2 separate regions of the Mus musculus genome follow, and region 2 is linked to region 1. A link is a contact called in public promoter capture Hi-C data. All regions are on one chromosome and are shown on one strand. Each heading gives the region's core, a stretch centred on a gene start, on an enhancer-like site or on the middle of the called end of the contact. The rest is flanking DNA. Distances are from core to core; before and after follow the strand shown.

What was found. Promoter capture Hi-C pulls out the DNA fragments that hold promoters and counts their contacts.
Region 2: a promoter capture Hi-C map of stem cell-derived epiblast-like cells shows a contact between it and region 1, with 6 times the contacts expected there. The contact joins the promoter of 1700081H04Rik here to the promoter of Hrk in region 1.

The regions. Positions count from the first base shown.
Region 1 is chr5:118,167,088-118,171,199 of GRCm38.p6, forward strand. It overlaps Hrk (harakiri, BCL2 interacting protein (contains only BH3 domain)), which reads left to right and starts at 2,677. Exons shown (of 2, transcript NM_007545.2): 1 at 2,677-3,041. The coding sequence starts at 2,696. The coding sequence ends at 2,974.
Region 2 is chr5:119,106,114-119,110,205 of GRCm38.p6, forward strand. 1700081H04Rik (RIKEN cDNA 1700081H04 gene) reads left to right here and starts at 2,123. Exons shown (of 4, transcript NR_040693.1): 1 at 2,123-2,602.

The DNA.
Region 1 (4,112 bases), core at 1,427-3,926:
GACCTCCACATGCACTCCATCTCATACGTACACACACACACACACACACACACACACACACACACACACACAGAGAGAGAGAGAGAGAGAGAGAGAGAGAGAGAGAGAGAGCTTTTTAAAGGCTACATTTCAAGATCCAGTGACCAAGTGCAGAGAGGGTCAGGGTAACTGGGTAACTTTAGAGACTCTGATTCAGTGATGAGGGGACAGAGGTCTTCCCTTGACCCCCTCTCCCCATAGCCCTCTTCTCTTCCCCTCTCCTCCCCACCGCCAAAACGGTACTCTCTGCTTAAAAAAAAAAAAAAAAAAAAAAAAAAAAAAAAGTCCAAGCTGCTGGGAGCCAACCCAGTGCCACCTTGTGAGCCCAGCATTTCGAGGGGCAGGCTTCCAAACAGGGTAATAATCGTCCCATTAAAATTAATGTCCATGAAGTGAGCCGTTAAAAGCGTGGAGATTAAAAGGGAGGGGGGATTGTTCAATTTAAATCCAAAGGGCTTTTTAAATAGACACTGTATCTTCAATCTTGGACCACTACACTCGGGCAATGGTTCAGCTGCCCCTCTGTTAAGGATGGCTGGGATTAGGGAGGGGGAGTCCCGGGAGATGGGGAAGGAGTTCTGGCCAGAATCAGAGGGGACGGAGGTTTATTTGAGCCCGATGCGTGCCAGGCGCTTGGCACAGGGTTCTTTCATTTAATCTGGGCCCCGGTCCTGGGAGGGAGGTATTATCAGTCTCAGAATACAGAGTCCAGTGTCAAGCCATAGCTAGAGTTTTGTGCCTGCTACTGGGTGCCCTGGTTCAGAGCCAGCCTTTGCTTTGTACTAACCCCTATCTTGGGCAAGAGGCCTCATGGACTTGGGCCTTGGCTTCCTCATGTTGAAAAACAGGACACCGAAAGAGTCTCTGTAGGAGCACAGGCCAGGACCTTGGCAGGCAGCTGGCATGGAAGGTACTCTGTAGTGTGGGTAGTAAGGGCACAGTGACTGCCCACTGGGTGGGGGCGAGGGTCACCAAAAGCACACAGCTGGGCTATGCTGAGCTCTGACAGTCACCTCACCAAGCTTCCAAGGGAGCCCGTAGCCCATTGATGTGGCTGAAAGTCAGTCAAGCTGCAGAGTCCTCCTGTCATTTGGTGGTCAGGAGGATGAGGCAGGAGAGCTTCTGGTTACACCGTAGCAGAGTTTTTGAAACAAAAGGAAAGTCACAATAACATCACAGAACTCCAAAAAGGTGAGTTCATAGTTTCTTATCTTTTGGGTTTTAGTTATTTATTTTGGTTTTTTGAGACAGGGTTTTTCTGTGTAGCCCTGGCTGTCCTGGAACTCACTCTGTAGACCAGGCTGGCCTCGAACTCAGAAATCTGCCTGCCTCTGCCTCCCAAGTGTTGGGATTAAAGGCGTGTACAACCACTGCTCGACTTGTTTTCTGTTTGAATACGTCTGTCTATCTCCTATCTATCTATCTATCTATCTATCTATCTATCTATCTATCTATCTATCTATCTATCTATCTTATGTGCATACACATAGGGTAGTACATATGGAGGTCAGAGGACAATCTGTGGGTATCAGATTTCTGTCTTTGGAACACACGGATTCACAGGACTGAAATTAAGTCATCAGGTTCGGTTGCAAGCACCTTTACCCACAGAGGCATCCCTGACTCTTTGGGGTTTTTAAATAAAGGATTCTCTCTGTAACTGTGGCTGGCCTGAAACCACTATATGGACCAGGTTGTATATGGACCACTTCCCTGCTCCTTCAGGCCCCAATCCCAAAGCTGTCCAAAATCCAGTGGCTTGGACATGGTGGGCGGGTCTCTCTAGCACCCTAAGGAGTCCCAGGAGCCTCCTCACTGGTCGGCACCCTCCCCAGAGGACTTCCCAGGCTGGAGCTGGAGCAAAACTGGATTGGTCTTCCTTTGGGTTAGGTAACCTCACTGGGCACCAAGGCAAAGCCTTACAGGGTCGCCAGCAAACTCTGACCCCGTTTGAAAAGATAAAGCCTACAAAGTAAGCAGGCTGCAAGAACTTCTCTCTAGAACCACGTTCTTGGGTGGGGGGTGGGGGGTGGGGAGATGTCTTGAGTGCAAAGGCGACTCGCCCAAGTTGGAGTCCAACCCATCCCGGGTCCCCCGCCTTCATTTCAGGGTTCAGGCTCCCACCCCGGGGTGCGCTTAAGTCAGGTCACCAGAAGGGGGTGCGAACGCGTGTCAGGAATGTGTGCACCCACCCGGAGGCTGACAGGTGCGGAGGCTGTCCCGAAACAGGGCAAGTCGGCTTGAACCCTGCCTCCCACCACCCAGGCCACACAACAGCCCGGGGATCTTTTCGCATTACGGCCGAATTCTCCCGGAGCTCAATTCACAGTGCGCACCGAGCTGGCTTTCCAGGCTATCTCCGAGCTGGAGCCTCCCGCAGCCCGGGAAGCGAAACAGCGGACCCCGGGCCAGCATTCCCGAAGCCCCGCATCCCTGCCTGTCCCCGCCCTGCCGGCGTCTCGAGGGTTAAAAGTTACCTCTCGGCTTTTTCTCCTGCACACACTCCCCACCCCCCGGGCCGGATGATGTAACCCCCTCCCCGCGCCCTCCCCGCCCCCTCCACCATGTGACACTTTAATTAATAATAGCGCCGTCAGCACAACAAACGCGCGGTGAAGGGCGAAACTTGGGGTCCAGGGAGGCTCCTCCGCACGCCATGTGCCCGTGTCCCCGGCATCGCGGCCGCGGGCCCCCGGCCGTGTGCGGTTGCGGCGACGCTCGCCCCGGGCTGCGCTGGGCGGCGGCGCAGGTGACCGCGCTGCGGCTGCAGGCGCTGGGCGACGAGCTGCACCGACGCGCCATGCGGCGTCGCGCGCGGCCCCGGGACCCGCTGCCCGCGCTGCTGCCCGCGCTCCGCGCCCGCTGGCCCTGGCTGTGCGCGGCCGCGCAGGTGGCGGCGCTGGCGGCCTGGCTGCTCGGCAGGCGGAGCGCGTAGGCGGCGCGCGCGGGGCCTTCTTGGTGGGGGGGACCGGAGCCGAGACCCAGCCCGGACCGAGCAACAGGTACGCGGGCAAGCGGGCGGGAGAGCGACAGCGACAGCGGGAGCCAGGGCTCCTCGGCGAGGAACAGCGGACCCGGTCTCCTACTCTTCGCTTGCCCTCTGTCCCTCTTTATCCAGACCCCGAGTATCTGCTCCGCCTCATCCCCCCTACTCTCTCTCTCTCTCTCTCTCTCTCTCTCTCTCTCTCTCCCTCTCCCTCCCTCTCTTCCCTCATTCTCTCTCCTCCTCCCTCTGTTCCTCTCTCCTTTCTCTCTTCTCTTCCTCCCTTCTCCTTCCCCCTCTCTCTTCTCTCCCTCTCTCTCTTCCTCCCTCCTTCCTCTCTCTCCCTCTCTCCTTCCCTCCTTCATCTCTCTCCTCTCTTCTTTCCCTCCACTCTCCATCTCCACTCTCTCCCCCTCTCTCCTTCCTCTCCCTTTCCTTTCCCTCTCTCTCTCCTCTTTTTCCTTCCCTCCTCCCCTTCTCCTTCCTCTCCCTTTCCTTTCCCTCTCTCTCTCCTCTTTTTCCTTACCTCCTCCCCCTCTCCTCCCGCTCCCCTGTCTCTGTTCTGTCTTCACTCTCCCCCCCCTCCCCACTCCTCTCTCTTCTCCCTCACTCTCATCTCTCTTCAGTGTTTTCACTCTCTTCTTTCTCCAATCCCCTGGCTCACGTTATTCTTCCCCTTGTGTAGCTCTCCTCTGCCTTTCCACTTTCTCCTGTTTTCCCTTTCTCCAGTCTGCTTTCTCTCTCCTCTCCCACTACCCCGTGTCCCCCCTTCCTTCTCCACCTCTCTCTCTCTCCCCCCCTTCTCTCTCTCCTCACTGTCCCCTCTCTCCTTTCTCCCTCTTCTCTCTCCTCCTCCTTCCTCTGCAGCATAGTGGTTTTAGAAGGACGTAAGCCACCACAATCGCTGCCAGCCCCAGTAAACACACGCAGTAGAACTGCACCAGTCCGAGCTAAGAGTCTCCCCTAATTATGCACCACAGGTTCTCGAGTCCCCGGCCCTTTTCAAACCGCCTGGTATTCCAACTTGACCAGGTCTCCATATCTCCACTGCCAACTCCCGTCTCCTCAAGGGTCTGCAGTTTGTGGTGAT
Region 2 (4,092 bases), core at 873-3,372, 940 kb after region 1:
AGTAGAATGTCGAGGAAATGCCATCACCCTTGCTGCATCCATTAGACACTTCCGATGGTGTCTCTCTACTCTCAGGACCCAGACTAAGATCCTTAGCATGGGTGTGCACCTAGATTTCCTGTCTTCACTCAGGGCATATAACCACTCAGTCCCAATTCCTAGATGCTATTGTTGGCTATTCCTCTGTCAGGCTGCTCCTGGAGATTCCATCCTCATCCTGTTATGGATAGTGGGAAAGAAGAGAAGAGCACATAGCAGACACCAGTCTGTAGCTACATCACCTCCACTTAGCAAGGCAGTAGTAGTAAAGGGGGTTGTGGATATAAGCACAGAGCTGTATGTCAAGCTAATGCCAGTAGGGTCCCAACTCTGCTGGCCTTTACCAGACAAAGGGGACATGTAGCACCGGGGCACCAAAGTAATTCCCCTTCCCCCCTCCCAGGACCTCTAGACATCTCATTTCCCAATCTGACAAATGGTGAGCCCAGTCTTCCATGGTTCTCTTCAGGATAAAATGAAAGGAAATATATTACAGAAGTATATGGTTCCTGTTCCCACATCGGTGTTCAGAGAAAATGGTGGAGTGGTGAGAGAAGAGGGGAAAGCTAGGAGAAACTAAGATGGGACAGGATGAAAATCAGGTGTGCTCCCTAAAGGGCTTCATCCTGCAGATGGAATAGCACAGCCATAGAGCAAGGAGCTGGCTGGTCAGGGACTCCAGGGGTACGGGCTGAGGGCATGATGGAAGGGGGCTCAGCCCCTGCTAAGGTGGGAAGGAGGCAGAGAATGTTCATACAGAAACCTGACCTTCCGGGTATGACGTGGGAGGCCTCACATGCCAAGGAGGGCAGTGGGAACACAGAACCAGACATGCCAGCCTTCCATTATGTCTGGAGTCATGTCTCTGTCTGAGCCACAGTTTGTAAAACATGGAAAGTAGGCACCAATGCCCGTCAAGACTCTGAGGAGCAATGGGGAAACTGAGGCTACAGGCCTCTCATGCAACACTACCCAGCACATGCTTCCCGTGGAAGCACAAGAAATCACTCTATCACAGTACAGTCTTGCAAAACTTACTCTCTAGCATAATGACGTATCTGGGCACATCGCAGCCCCATGAGCTTCCTTAGTGATGTGATAAATGTTGAAAATCTGGGTATGTGTGAAAGCTATTGAAAGGTCAGTGTAGGCTCAAGAGTTTGAAGATGGCATCTTAGATCTATGGTATCTATTCTCTCAACAGAGTATGATAAGACAGTGCATCTGTGGGGAAGAGGAGAGATGGAGTAAGCATCATTGATGAAGGAAAAGGATGAAGAATGTGAGGGGCCCTGTTTTGTATGTAACCACTGAGGGCATTTGAAAAGGAAGTAGAGTGTGAACCAATGAGTTAACCTACCTAAAAAGATCCCAACCAATCAGTGATGAGATAGATAGTTGGGCTAGAGAGAACCCAACCAACCAGTGATGATAGATAGTTGGGCTAGAGAGACCCCAACCAACCAGTGATGAGACAGATAGCCTGCCTAGAGAGACCTTCAACCAACCATCGATGAGATAGAGACCCAGCCTAGAGAGACCCCACCCAACCATTAACAGATGGTAAAAGTAGTTTAGAATGGTAACAATTATAGCATTCAATGTTAATCACTCATAGCGTTCAACTGTAAGTACAAAATAAACACAGTTGACCTTTGAGTCAGGTGACAAGATTGTTTCCACTTTACAAATTAAGAAAGGGAAGGATGGAGAAACATGTCCCCTAGTTCCCCCAGACACAGTCATCGGAGGTGAATGGCCGAATGGGTTAAACCCCTTCCAGAACAGAATTGGGAAAATGTTTCTCCCTCACGCTACAATATCTTAGCTTAATTTTCTTTATTTCCAGTTAGAACCAAAGGATTTGTCCCCTTCCTTTCATAGCAGCAGGGGGCAAGAACCTCATCTTTTATGAGGCTGAGGGCAGCTGTTCTTTCCCCCCACCCAGCTGTCCCTTCCTGAAATAGGATAGGGCAAGAATTCAGAACACTCAGATACCAAGGAGAGGGCCCTGGAGCTGGAGTTCTTAGCTTGGAGTCTCAGCTCATCTATCATAACCTGTCTGGGTAACCCTAGCAACCAGACTCAGACTCAACACCCCTATTCTCTTCTGTACATGAAGATAGGTCGTCCCCAGCACTGCTTGGTTCCTAGGGTCATGGTGAAGACCAGTGAGTTTGTCTGCATGTGGGAAAATTATTTTCTATTGTGTGTTCCCGTACCTGTGCATCTGTGACAAGTTTACAGTCATTCCTAGGGATATCTGAATACTGAACTCAACAGGTTACTACTAATTGGGTCAGGGGCTTCTTATCTCCTTGCTTCGACTCTCTTTCATTCAAGCTGCTCTATAGCATCTGGCTCTAGGTGGACTCTGACTGTCCCTCACCGAGATGAGATGCTTAGGTTCTCTTTGCCCAGAGCCACTCAGTGAACACCTTCCTTCTGCCTGCACATCTTTACTTTGAGTGCCACAGAATGAGGCACATCAGACAACAGACTGTCATTCTACAGCATGCCGGTTGAAAGTGGGAACATCGTTTCTGGGGGCCTCTTGGACAAGGTGAGTTAGCCTCAGGCACTGCTTGCCTAGCCTCAGGTACCCTCCTCCCTGGTTTCAAACAGCTCTACACTCTCCAGGGGCCCAATCAGTGGCAACACATTTCTGGGCTGCCTCAATCTCCCTTCTTGACCCCCCCCCCCAACATACACACACAAATGAGTAACATCTAAGCTTAAGTCTCACTCTTGGGTTGGTTAAGTGATGCTAAATCTAGAGTTCCAAAGAACGTTTATTCTTTGTCATACCATCTTGCAGTTCCTCACCAAGGTGCCTATGACACCTGGCACATAAAGGGGGCTCAGTGAACAGTTAATGGTTGTGTCACTGAACAGATATGGATAGTCGAATTCTACCATTACAAAATAAATGATAACTTCATCACGGTGGGGTTGGAGCTGGCAAGGGACTTGTCACTGGAATGAGTCATCTATTTGTAATCCATGTGTCTATCTGTCTGTTGATCATCTAGTTAGGTAGCTATCATCTGAACATGATCCTACATAACTATCTATAAACTATGTATCTATATTTTATATTTTTGTTTGAACATGATTCTACATAACTATCTATAAACTATGTATCTATATTTTATATTTTTATCATTTATCATCTACCAGACCATATTTCATGTATCTATTGTCTATTTGTTCATCAAATCTTCCAAACTCTATCTATCTATCTATCTATCTATCTATCTATCTATCTATCTATCTATCTATCTATCTATCTATCAATAAATCTACCTATCATTTGTCTATCATCTATCTGCCTCTCTGCCTGTCTGCATATCTATCTATCTATCTATCTATCTATCTATCTATCTATCTATCTATCATCTGTCTATGTGTCTATCTCTTTATATAATACATGACATATTTGCTTTGTTTTATGGACTTGTCCAACCAGCACAGGGTAAGACTGTCTCTGAGAGCAAGGCTGTTACACCACCATCATCACATGTTACTTGTGCTGTAGCCAATGAGTGACTCAGCCTCCACTCCTCCATGTCACTGTCTGTGAAACAAACAGGATATTACTGGGCATCGACATTCACTATCAGCTTCATATGAAGGACTTGACAATGAATCAACCCACAACATTATTTTTACCATTAATCATCATCACACTACTGGAGATTGAACCCAGGGCTTTGTGAGCACTAGACCCCAACTTGATGGAATTGTTATTATTGTGTAATGGTAGAATTGCAAATATTGCATGAGAGGGTATCTGGGAAACATTTATGACAGGATTCAAAAGGCATGTGCATGTGGAGTGTGTGAATGTGTGTGAGTGTGTGTACACATGTGCATGTATGTGTGTCTGACTGCGGGTGTTTTGTGGAATATTCTTATTATTTATTTCATGGGTAATAATTCCCTAACCATCCACAACTTCTGAGGGTGCTGCAGGCACTGTCAGTACTAGAGGTGGCGAGGACTTTTATTTTGCACAATAATGATGGTGGATGGTGACATCAGGACCGTGTG